2 separate regions of the Zea mays genome follow, and region 1 is linked to region 2. Evidence: chromatin contacts called from public Hi-C data. All regions are on one chromosome and are shown on one strand. The core of a region is the stretch at or near the end of the contact, and the rest is flanking DNA. Distances in the headings are between cores, read along the strand shown. Region 1 holds the start of LOC100281473. Region 2 holds the start of LOC103626504.

Region 1 (5,813 bases), core at 1,315-3,814, 380 kb before region 2:
AGAGAAGTAGAGGCATATATATGATTTAATCAAGAAATAGTTTCTACCATACAAAAACTGACACGTATGTCCTTAGGCATGAACTGAAACCATGTTAAATCATTAGGATGCAACTTCGGTTGAAACTGAATGAATTTGAGGCCCAGAATAACCAGGGAGGCATCACTACTGCATATACTTGTCCACAAGAATGTAACATCCAGGTCTCGGTGGAGGGGGATTGCAATTCCGCCGATAATAGATGGAAGGACAACTACGCGGATTCATAGTCATTGCATAGCACAGACAGCATATGGTGGAATGATATGTTCATGAAGCAGCATCAACTCCAACAGGAAACAAGATTAATGACACCGAAATGTGCATACTCAAAACCTTTGCTCTCTAGCAATGGGTCAGAGGAAGTGTGAACTTACAGCCGCATGCCCCTTTTGTTCGAGCATCAATATTGGCACCACGCTCCAGTAGTTCATCCATGATTTTAACATGCCCACCCTGAGCAGCCAGATGGAGTGGGGTAGCACCAGGACATTTTGGTCCCCATGCAGGTGCATTCACATCCATCCCCCCCTCATCCAGGAGACGTCGGACCTAGGCAGAGAGAGAGAGAAAACCATATTTATTATCTAATTAGATAGGTGAGTAAGCAAAAACATTTGGCACTAGGCACCGTCGCACCAACAGGCAACAAGAGAAATAGAAAGACACCATTACTAATGAAGGTTAATATATATCCAGGGATGAGTATCATTGTAAAGGCCTAGGATGAATACCATTCTAAAGGACTAAAAACAGTGGTATTTCTTCCCAAATGTGTCTATAACAATTGCCAAATGAGTCAACGCAGTATATTTATTGCTAGTGGAAGCACATGAAATCAAGGAATAAGAAAAAGGGAAATAGTTATGTACAGCCAGTCACAGATGAAGATTGGAACAATATTTGATGAAAAACTAGAATTGAGAACCAGCTAATTCAGAACGATTCGAGATAGTAGAATTTTGAACATGGTCATATGGGCTTAAGATGGGCACAGAATTTTGATATATAATTATAAAGGTGACGGCCAACAAAACTAATTATACATCTAGAAGTAGTTGTTTGTTTGGATTGCTCTGCTTAGCTTCAGGGTGGTGACAAAAAGGATTCCTGAAATACTGGTTGCCTTGACCTGAGTGCAATTTTATGTATTTAGTGTTATTTTGTGTGTGATGCATGCACACAATCCATGTGAACCAACACGTGCTGGAATCTGTATATGGTATCTGACGATATGGATAGAAACGGTTACACTCTATTTCCATCGTATATTACACATAATAAGAACTAGTTTGGGAACTCCATTTTTCCAAGGGATTCCTATTTTCCTAAGGAACAATGAACTAATTTCTCTTAGGAAAATAGAAATCCCTTGGAAAAATGGGATTCCCAAACTAGCCCTAAGTTGGACATTTGCTGGCCACCTTTGGCAATATTTTATATACCAGATCATCAATCAATACAATGGCGGGCTCCTTTTCCCCCTTCAAACGTTTTGGTAAATTGTATGGGTTCACAATCTAATCTAGTTTATGGGTTCACAATCTAATCTAGTTTGGTATAGCATGCAATGTATCATCAATCATTAAGAGAAATACAAAGGTAGAGAGGTTATGTATGAATGATGGTTACCTCCTTGAGGTCTCCCTTGCGAGCAGCAACATGGAGCGGGTTCCAGCCACGGTCGTCCGCGTCGTGGCAGCTCCGAAGGCGGCTCATGCTGAGCGACCTGCGCACCTGCACCATGGTATTTTGGTATCCTTGGCGGCTCCTCGAGCAGCAGGACAGGGGAGGATCTCGAGACTCAGATCCAAAGCAACGGAACAATGAAACGAACGGGAGTAAAATAGCGGGGATCGGTTCCGATGGAGGAAGCGGCCGGGGGCGGAGGCGGAAGCACTCAGAGATCGGAATCGGAGAAAGAGGGATAGGAGGAAACGGCTAGCGGGAGTAGTTGCCCATGCCGAAGGGAGCCAAGGGATTCAAGCCGGGTCCGAGGGCGCGGAGGTTCTTGTGGAGCATCGGCGAGGAAGACGGCGGCGTCGATGAGCGGCACGGGGCGTAAACCATAGTATGGAGGCACGTGCTGTCTGGTCTGGTGGTGGTGCCGGTGTATTTGTTCCCTTCTCGTTCCCTACTCCAATCGAATCGGAATTCGACCGCCAGGCAGTCTAGAGGAAGTCGGAATTGGGGATCATTGCTAGCCTATCCCGCCGCCGATCTGCGTCTGCCTGGTGGTGGTGGTGGGAGCGAGAGCCGAGAGGGAAGAGGCAAACCCTAGAATTTATTATTTAGGAAGAAGAACAACAAATCAGAATCCAATTCCCATCCTTCTTATTTTTGTTTTCTGAGACAAACTTCTATTTGTGGATGGATAGACAGAATTGCCCCCGAGCGGCCAAAACGGAAACGACCCGAGCCGACCAAGCCAGGGTTCGTCGGGTGCCCGTGCTGCTCAGATGACGCAAGAGGTAGCCCATGGACTAGGAAATGGAGGCCCATGAAGGGCCCACCTAGATTTCATTCCGCTACGGTTGCGACGGACGATGATTCCCACTCCATTTTGTTGCGGTGCAGAATCCCACCCGCCGGCAAAAACCCTCTTCTCCTTCTTCTCTCCGCCGCCGCCGCCATGGCCGCCGCCGTCGCACGCTCCCGCGCCGCCGCGGCGTGGGTCCGCCTCCTTTCCTTGCGTCCGCATAGCCTCGCGGGTTCCACCGCACTCCCACGCCACGGCCATCACCTAGGCTCGCGGATCACGCCGCCGCGCCGCCACCTGGCATTCTCCGCCTCATCCGGGGACGCCAGGCCCCACCAGAAGTTCCAGAGCGAGTGGGTCGTGCACGAGCTGCTCGCTGAGGTCGAGCGCGAGCGCCAGCGGGAGCGACAGGACCGCCGCGCAAAGGACGGCAAAGACCAGGAGGAAGAGCCGGAGGAAGACGAAGAGGACTACATGGGCGTCAAGCCGCTCATTGAGAAGCTCGAGCGACGCAAGACCAAGGATATGGCCGCCGGCGAAGGCTTCTGGGAGCCCACCGACTCCGACAGCGACGAGGACGACGAGCGCTACACGCCCGATGCCATCAAGCAGCGCGTCGACGAGTTCGAGCGCAAGTGCAAGCGCCATGAGGAGTTCCTGCAATCATTCGCAGAGGCCGGTAATGAACCTACTTACCAGCCTCATCTCATCCCGTCCTCCATCCATTTCCGCCTCGTTTATTCCTTCAACAATTCTCTGTCTTTTGCTGCCATGGCCAAATGTGACAGACACCCTAGACGAGGCTCACAAATGGATGACCAAAATCAACAACTTTGAGGAGCGCCATCTCAAGCTGCCACTGGAGTACAGGGTCATCGGCGACATGATGAACCGTCTCAAGGATGCCACGGGGAAAGAGCGCTTCGTTCTCCTTCAGAAGCTCAACCGAGCCGTCAGGATCATGGAAATCAAGGAAGCCTACGACCCCAGTAACCCTGCAAACTTTGGGATCATCCAGCACCAGCAGGTTGGTTCTCCTGAGGATGTCGTGCTCAATGCCGGCTTTGATAAGGAGAAGCAGATGATCCAAGGGGCAGAACTTGAGGATGTCGACGAGGAATTCAATGATGTGAAGGAGAGGGATGATATTCTCATAGATAAACTCGATGCTATTGAAAAGAAGATTGAGGGGAAGCTAGAACTGTTGGATCATACCTTCGGTAAGAAAGGCAGAGCTTTGGAGGAGGAAATCAAGGATTTGGTGGAGGAACGCAATTCCCTGTCCGAGAAGAGCAGGAGACCTATGTACAGAAAAGTAAGTAGAATCATCAATTGAAAATAGTCCAATCAGCCTAGCAATCTTTTGATTGGATATATCTTCCATCGATGTCTTTCATGTTGCTTTATGTGCTAACATGGATATCATCATGACACACCTTACAGGGTTTTGATGTGAAAGTTATCGATGTTAACAGGACATGCAAAGTCACAAAGGTTATCGTTCTTTGTTTGAGTGACTTCAACTGATAATTAGTCTTTTCGCCAACTCTGTTGCCTAATTTTACATCTTGTTTATCAGGGAGGCCAAATAGCAAAATTCACAGCGCTATTGGCCACTGGAAATTACAATGGTGTTGTTGGCTTCGCTAAGGCTAAAGGCCCAACAGCCAAGATTGCAATACAGAGAGTATGGATGATTTACCTTTCCAAACAAATTACTAAACTCGTTCATGGTGCCATTTAAGGCAGTAGCATTGTGTGTGTGTGTGTGTAGAATCGTTGATCTCAGAAATATGTGATAGTTACCTGGGATCTCTCATGTATGCTAGATGGTTGAGCAACTGGTTTCATGCTTCATTCGGAATTAGCTGAGTCAACTGAGGCATCTAGGTCTGACAGGAAGTGTCTTTTTTAATTATTCTTTTCACCAGGCGTATGAGAAATGCTTCCAGAATCTCCACTACATGGAGCGATACGAGGATCACACAATCGCTCATGCTATCCAGGCCAAATATGAGAAAACAAAGGTGAACACATGGAAATACCGAATTTCTCTTATATTTGTCAATCCTGCTGTGGTAACTCTGGTGGACCTGATTGTGTATCTTAAGATATATCTCTGGCCTGGGCCAATGAGGAGTGGAATGTCTGCTGCTGGTAGGACTGTTGAGACTGTGCTGTACTTGGCTGGTTTCAGCAATGTCAAGACAAAGGTGTGATTCTTGAGTCCCAGCTATCACTATCAGTCCTTTTTCAAAATTGTGATTTCCTTTCTATTTTTTTCTTCTGCAGATTATCGGATCAAGGAACCCACTTAATGTGATTAAAGCTCTCTTCATAGCTTTGAATGCTGTATGTGCCCATTTCTTGCTCAAAATCTGCCCAATTCAATCTCCTCATCCTTGATATTTATTTGTTTATAGATCATCTTCTCAAATTTTTCAATCATTTTGCTTCCAGATTGAAACCCCGAAGGATGTCCAACAGAAGTTTGGGCGTACTGTCGTCGAGTCATATTTATTGTGATCATCATGATTGTTTGGAGGACACAGAGGCGAGCGGAGCCTGTATAGGTTTTGCCATGAGAAGACCAAAGAGGCAAATGCCAGGTCCAACCAACGTGAGCCCTCTTTGTTTTGGACTTTTGGTGGTGATGTTGACCAGACCATTGATGTTGAAGTGGCAAGAATGTCAGTGTCAACAGTAATCGGATAAATAGATGGTATTTCCCTGACCCTTTGTTTGTAGAACTTGAATGAACCTGGGGACAGAAACACATTTGAGGGTTCTTGTATAAATCAAGGTCAAGATCAGAATTGCCTCGTCGTGCCTTTGTTTTGTTACCATAGCTTCTTCTCCCTACATACTGTTGTTTGGATGATAAATTTAATTGAATATTAATTTCTCCTGAACTGGTTGGACAGGTGAGAAAGTAGTAGGACGGGTTATTCATCCCAGAATGCTACAGCTGTATTGTCTTGTTAATTGTGGCATTTACATACCATCCGTTTGGTTTATTGGCACCACATCTACATACAAGTATAAGTAGATACAAATTAGATAAATGAACACGACGATTTGTTTATCGAGGTTTGGTTTTAAAGAACCTAGTCCTCGTTGAGGAGACCCCAAAGGTCAGGTCTATTCCAACCCTTTCCCTCTCTTAATCGGTCACACAGACCGTTCGAGTGCTTCTTCTTAATCACTTGGGTCACTAAGACCCCGCAAGGATCACCATACATTTAGGTGTCTCTTGCTAGCTTTACAAAGCACTTAGAAGAATTAGAATGAGAAG
Region 2 (5,826 bases), core at 1,604-4,103:
CGGGCTGGGGCACCGGACTGTCCGGTGTGCACCGGACAGTGTCCGGTGCGCCAGACCAGCGTGGAGCAAAACAGTCGCTCTCGGGTTTTTCTCCGGCGACTTCGGCTAAAATTCACCGGACTGTCCGGTGTGCACCGGACTGTCCGGTGAGCCAATGGTCGGCCGGGCCAACGGTCGGCCGCGCGATCGGCGCGCGACACGTGGCCGAGCCAACGGTCGGAAAGGTACACCGGACTGTCCGGTGTGCACCGGACATGTCCGGTGCGCCAACTGTGCGCAGATCTGCATCAGAAAGCAACGGTCGGATGAGCTTTTTATGGAAACAAATCGGGCACCGGACAGTGTCCGGTGTGCACCGGACTGTCCGGTGCGCCACGAGACAGAAGGCAAAGATGGCCTTCCAGATTTGTTCCCAACGGCTCCTAGCTGCCTTGGGGCTATAAAAGGGACCCCTTGGCGCATGGAGGAATACACCAAGCATTCCTACAACCTTTCTAAGCACCAAGACATTGATCTAGCGCATTCGATTCATTGTGATAGCATATAGAGCTCTTGTGGAGTGGTGTACTCTTTGAGTTGTGTTGCGAGCTCTTATTGCTGCTTGTGTGCGTGTTGCTCTGATCTTTTGAAGTCTTGTGTGCGTTGCTCATTCCCTCCCTTGCTCCATGATTCTCTGTGAACATCTTTTGTAAGGGCGAGAGGCTCCAAGTTGTGGAGATTCCTCGCAAAAGGGATTGAGAAAAGAAAAGCAAGAACACCGTGGTATTCAAGTTGATCATTGGATCACTTGAGAGGAGTTGAGTGCAACTCTCGTCCGTTACGCCACAACGTGGAGTAGGCAAGTTTTGTACTTGGCCGAACCACGGGATAACCACCGTGTCATCTCTGTGATTGATTTCTTGTGGTTATTGTGTTTTGACTCCTCTCTAGCCACTTGGACATATTTGTGCTAACACTTAACAAGTTTTTGTGGCTTAAGTTTTGAAGTTTTACAGGATCACCTATTCACCCCCCCCTCTAGGTGCTCTCAGTATTTGCTGTGATCCTTGTGTCTTGTGTGAGTTGCTAATCCCTCCCTTGCTCTGTGCTTCTTTGTGAACATCTTTGTAAGGGCGAGAGACTCCAAGTTGTGGAGATTCCTCGCGAACGGGATATAGAAAAGAAAAGCAAACACCGTGGTATTCAAGTGGGTCTTTGGACCGCTTGAGAAGGGTTGATTGCAACCCTCGTCCATTGGGACGCCACAACGTGGAAGTAGGCAAGTGTTGTACTTGACCGAACCACGGGATAAACCACTGTGTCTACCTGTGTTGATTCTCTTGTGGTTATTGTGTTTCGCTAAGACTCTTATCTAGCCACTTGGCAATACTGTGCTAACGCTTAACCATGTTTTTGTGGCATTAAGTTCAAGTTTTACAGGATCACCTATTCACCCCCTCTAGGTGCTCTCAAGAGGGCGAGTGGATCCGTCATCAGTAAGACGGAATATGCGGGACCGGGCTCAAGTTGGCGGCTGGTGCGGACGGCTCCGTTTGAGGCCGAGGGGCGGACGACTCCATAGATGACGGCGTGCGGGCGCGAGAACGGATGAAACCGGGAGGACGGTAGCGCGCGGACCAGAAGCACATGGCACACTAGGTCAGGGGTAGTCTGACGATAGGGTGGGCAAAGTGAGGCAGGGTAGGGCGGGGGCATGGTTGTGCCGTGGTCTACATTATTGACTTAATAGATAGTAGAGAACAATAGCTTATTTGAGATTATTTTTGGCAAAAGACCCACTACCCCATGGTTATGTAAATAGAAATTACAATATATGCCATCATTCTTTCCTCACTTGAAATAAACAAACAAGGGTACTGCTGTCTTTATGAATAATCTACATTTGTATAATCTAGACTACCAAACAACTATATGTAGATTATAATATGTATAGATTATAATCTATATTATATAATTTAGATTATAATCCAGATTATAAAATCTATAAGATGAAACAAACAGACCCTTAGAGCATCTCCAGTAGTTATGTAAACAAGTCCCTAAATATGAATTTAACAAGTTTTCGATAAAAACTATTCTCCAACAGTTATGTAAATCAGTTCCCTAAATGTACAAACTCCCTACAAAACACAATTTCATCCCTACATTTACCAACCTTGTTGGGACTCACTAAATCAACGTTGGTACTAAATCCATCATGAAAATAATACTTTTGCCACTGTTTTGCGCTGTCCCACTGTCCTGTTGACCACAAATCCATCTCTAACGCCTAGATGTCTTGTGCCGTCACTGTTAGACAACCTCTTATGCGGAGGCGTCGTTAGAGCACATCCTGTGATGTCTTCGCGTCATCGCCACGTCCGTATGGTCTTCCATCGATAACTTCGACATCAGGGAAGGTTGTTGATATTGATTTCTACCGCCGACTCAATTAAAATTAGAAAGCAAGCTCACTTATTTTTTTTGTTGACGTAGACAACTTTAAAATTAGCAACCAATAAATAGGAAACTGTTGGATCACATACATTTTTCTACTTCTTAAAGTGTTTTAGCAACTTCTTAAATCTATAATTTAGGATGCTAAATTTACATAAGTATTGAAGATGCTCTTAGTAAGCTAAAAAACAACACCAAACACTAGCACAAGAAAGAGAGGCAGATAGGCATCGAGAGTGGCAACCGGGAGATCTGATGAAAGGCCGTCCAGGCGGTCCGGTCCAACAGTCCGTAGATCCGCATAGTGCAGCTTGATTGATGGGATGAGAGCCCATGAAGGGATGGCCGGCCCAGGCCTGGAGTTGCCGACCACGAGAGATCCTGACCAGCAGTTGCTGGGCTGTGTGTGTGTCTGCGTCTGTCACTCTCCTCTCTCGCGTCTTGGTCCTCCTCCTCCCCTTCATCGAACGAATCCATCCAAGGCAAAAGGGAACGAGGGAAGCAAGCAAAAAATCCCCAATTCCTCCTAGATCGATCCACCGCCGACGGGACGAATCCAATCCAGGAGCTATCGGCTGGAATTGGATTCACGCGCACCCGCCCGCTGCCGCTGGCCGCCGCCTAGTCTCGGCCGGCCGGCCGACCGGCCGCCCTCCCCGCGCGCGCGCCTTGCCTTGTATGGAAACACGCAGCAGCAGTCGCAAGCGCGCAGCGGCCGCCGCCTCCTCGTCCGCCTCCAAGCGCCCCCGCCGCAACTCCTCTTCCTCCTCCTCTGCGCCGCCGCGCCAGCAGCCACCGATGGAACCCTCGCCCTCCTCCCGCCGCCGCTCCCGCGCCGCCGCCGCCGACAAGGGCAAGGACCCCGACCCCGCCTCCTCCGACCACCCTTCCCCACCCGCCCCTGACGATGACGCCGACGTCACCTTCCCCCAGCCCTTCACCTCCGCCAGCACCGCCCTCCAGGGCCTCCTCCGCAGGCTCGGCGCCGGCCTCGACGACCTCCTCCCATCCTCCTCCTCAGCGCCCTCCTCCGCCACGTCCGGTCACCTCAAGAGGATCCTCGCCGGCCTGCAGGCGCACGGCGACGAGTCGCGCCAGCTCCAGTCCCTCATGCAGCTCTGCGAGATGCTCTCCATCGGCACCGAGGACTCGCTCGCCGCCTTCCCGGTCGATGCTTTTGTCCCAATCCTCGTCGGGATGCTCGGCCGCGAGGACGAGCCTGCCACCGCTGGTGCCAGCCCCGACGTCATGCTGCTCGCGGCGCGGGCACTCTCCAACCTCGTTGATGTGCTCCCCTCCTCCTGCTCCGCGGTCGTGCACTACGGGGCCATACAGTGCTTCTGTGCTCGACTGCTCACCATCGAGTACATGGACCTCGCTGAGCAGGTGGTGCCTTCCCTTTGTCTTCTTCTTCCTCGTTTTATCCTGTATCATCGCTCATCCTCACTATCATCTAAAAATGAAATATGATCAGTCATCCTCTGCATGCATGCCCTTAGCCCCTTACCAAGGTGCTGCTAACACATTTACTTTACTCGCCTGCTCAGTCTCTACAAGCCCTTAAGAAGATCTCTCTGGAGCACCCAACTGCCTGTTTGCGAGCTGGTGCCCTAATGGCTGTTCTATCGTATCTCGACTTCTTCTCCACTGGGGTTCAGGTCGGGTCCTCTGATCTCCTTACAACCGTTCTTATCTTGTGCACTGTTTGCATCTACTTACACCTCTTCCCATGGGGGACGTACTTGTTGTAGAGGGTAGCCTTGTCTACCGCTGCAAATATTTGCAGGAAGCTGCCGTCCGATGCTTCCGAGTTTGTCATGGAAGCTGTCCCCTTGCTCACGAATCTTCTAAATCACCATGATTCCAAGGTACTTTGCAAGCTCAGACAACCATACCTCTGGATTATGATATATTGAGGTATATCATGTATTTCCCAACCCTTCATCTATGTGCCTTACAGGTACTAGAGCATGCTTCTGTTTGTTTGACACGCATTGCTGAAGCTTTTGCCTATTACCCCGACAAACTTGATGAACTCTGCAATCATGGATTAGTTGCTCAAGCTGCTAGCTTGATAGCTGTTGGCAACTCATCTGGCCAGACATCACTGAGCACATCCACATATACAGTATGGGCCATTTTATTTTGATACCCTTTTATTGTTTGCTGTGGCCCCTCTTTCTCACACTTATGCTAAAATTAGGTTGCACGCTTTTCAGGGCTTAATCCGTCTTCTCTCAATATGTGCAAGTGGATCCCTGCTGGCAGTTAAAACACTACTTCTTCTTGGGATCAGCGGCACTCTTAAAGATATCCTTTCTGGCTCTGCTTTGATTTCTGGAACATCAGTCTCCCCTGCTGTAACAAGGCCTGCAGATCAGGTGAATATTTCTATCACTGACTTAGGACTTGACTATTCTGCTAGTGCTGGCCTTTTAAAAAAAAATCAATTTAGCCACAATTTCTCTCTGTGATTGGATTCAATAAAATTCCGATTTATCAGTGAAAAATTAGGCTTTGGCATCTCACACTTTCTGAAATTACATCTACCACACGTATCATGCAGACTTTTAGAACTCTAAAGGCGACATCACATGTTCATAATTATATGTACCATTGAGCAATTGTTTGGGTGATTTTTTTGAGCATTGAACATAGATGCTAAAATGTCGGGAATTGTGCTCGTCTTCTTAAACCATGCAAATAATCATTCAAAAGAGCAGTGAACTAGTATTTTCAAAGGCCTGCATACTTTCGTTGTGCTTTTATATTGCCTGAGTAAGTCTTTTGAAATGTTTTAATGAAGCAGAAAATGTTGATTTATGGCACACAGGGGAACAAAAGTCTCACTTGTAATATGATAGAGCAAAATCTCATTTGGATTAAGTAGCTGCTGTGATTCTTGTCGTCTTATTTTCTTCCTAGTGTGGTGCAAGTAAATTGTGCTTTTGGTCAATCGCATTTGGTATGGTACAGATCGAAGAGTTTTTTTTCCATGCTATACAATTGAGTATGAATATATAATGCCATCTCAGCTTCTGCTTGTTGCTGTCTTGCTTAATTGCTAAAATCATTTGTGGTACATACACACACGAGTCTGGCATTTTTTGAGTATGATCGTCTGCAACAGCTGCTGTATCTTCTCACCTAGCTGCTGAAACATTAATTCTTGAAACCCACACTGTTTGACTCATCAGTTTCATGCACCTGTATGTTTTTTGTTGTACAAATGTTTTTCATATGTTTACCCCAAATATTGCAGATGTTTGAGATTGTGAGCCTTGCCGATGATTTGCTTCCGCATATCCCTGCGAGAATCATTAAGTTACCAACATATTACCATACATATAAAGGCTCTTCAACAAAGAAATCTGCTTCCATCAAACAAGA

Evidence for each region. A called contact is a pair of places that touch in the nucleus more often than the background predicts.
Region 1: a Hi-C map of leaf shows a contact between it and region 2, with 8 times the contacts expected there. The contact joins the promoter of LOC100281473 here to the promoter of LOC103626504 in region 2. A contact is called at or near these places in 16 of 25 Hi-C or Micro-C datasets (bundle sheath, ear, endosperm and 5 more) and 1 of 3 datasets of contacts at active chromatin or transcription factors (leaf).

What each region holds. Positions count from the first base shown.
Region 1 is chr5:68,795,033-68,800,845 of Zm-B73-REFERENCE-NAM-5.0, reverse strand. LOC100281473 reads left to right here and starts at 2,564. Exons shown (of 8, transcript NM_001196170.2): 1 at 2,564-3,197; 2 at 3,307-3,833; 3 at 3,962-4,012; 4 at 4,098-4,205; 5 at 4,450-4,545; 6 at 4,630-4,731; 7 at 4,811-4,870; 8 at 4,979-5,430. The coding sequence starts at 2,672. The coding sequence ends at 5,044. It overlaps LOC100272874 (ankyrin-3), which reads right to left and starts at 2,320. Exons shown (of 3, transcript NM_001147327.1): 1 at 1,672-2,320; 2 at 417-591. The coding sequence starts at 1,785.
Region 2 is chr5:68,418,089-68,423,914 of Zm-B73-REFERENCE-NAM-5.0, reverse strand. It overlaps LOC103626504, which reads left to right and starts at 2,853. Exons shown (of 17, transcript NM_001352177.1): 1 at 2,853-3,822; 2 at 3,984-4,094; 3 at 4,188-4,304; 4 at 4,397-4,564; 5 at 4,656-4,817; 6 at 5,699-5,826. The coding sequence starts at 3,115.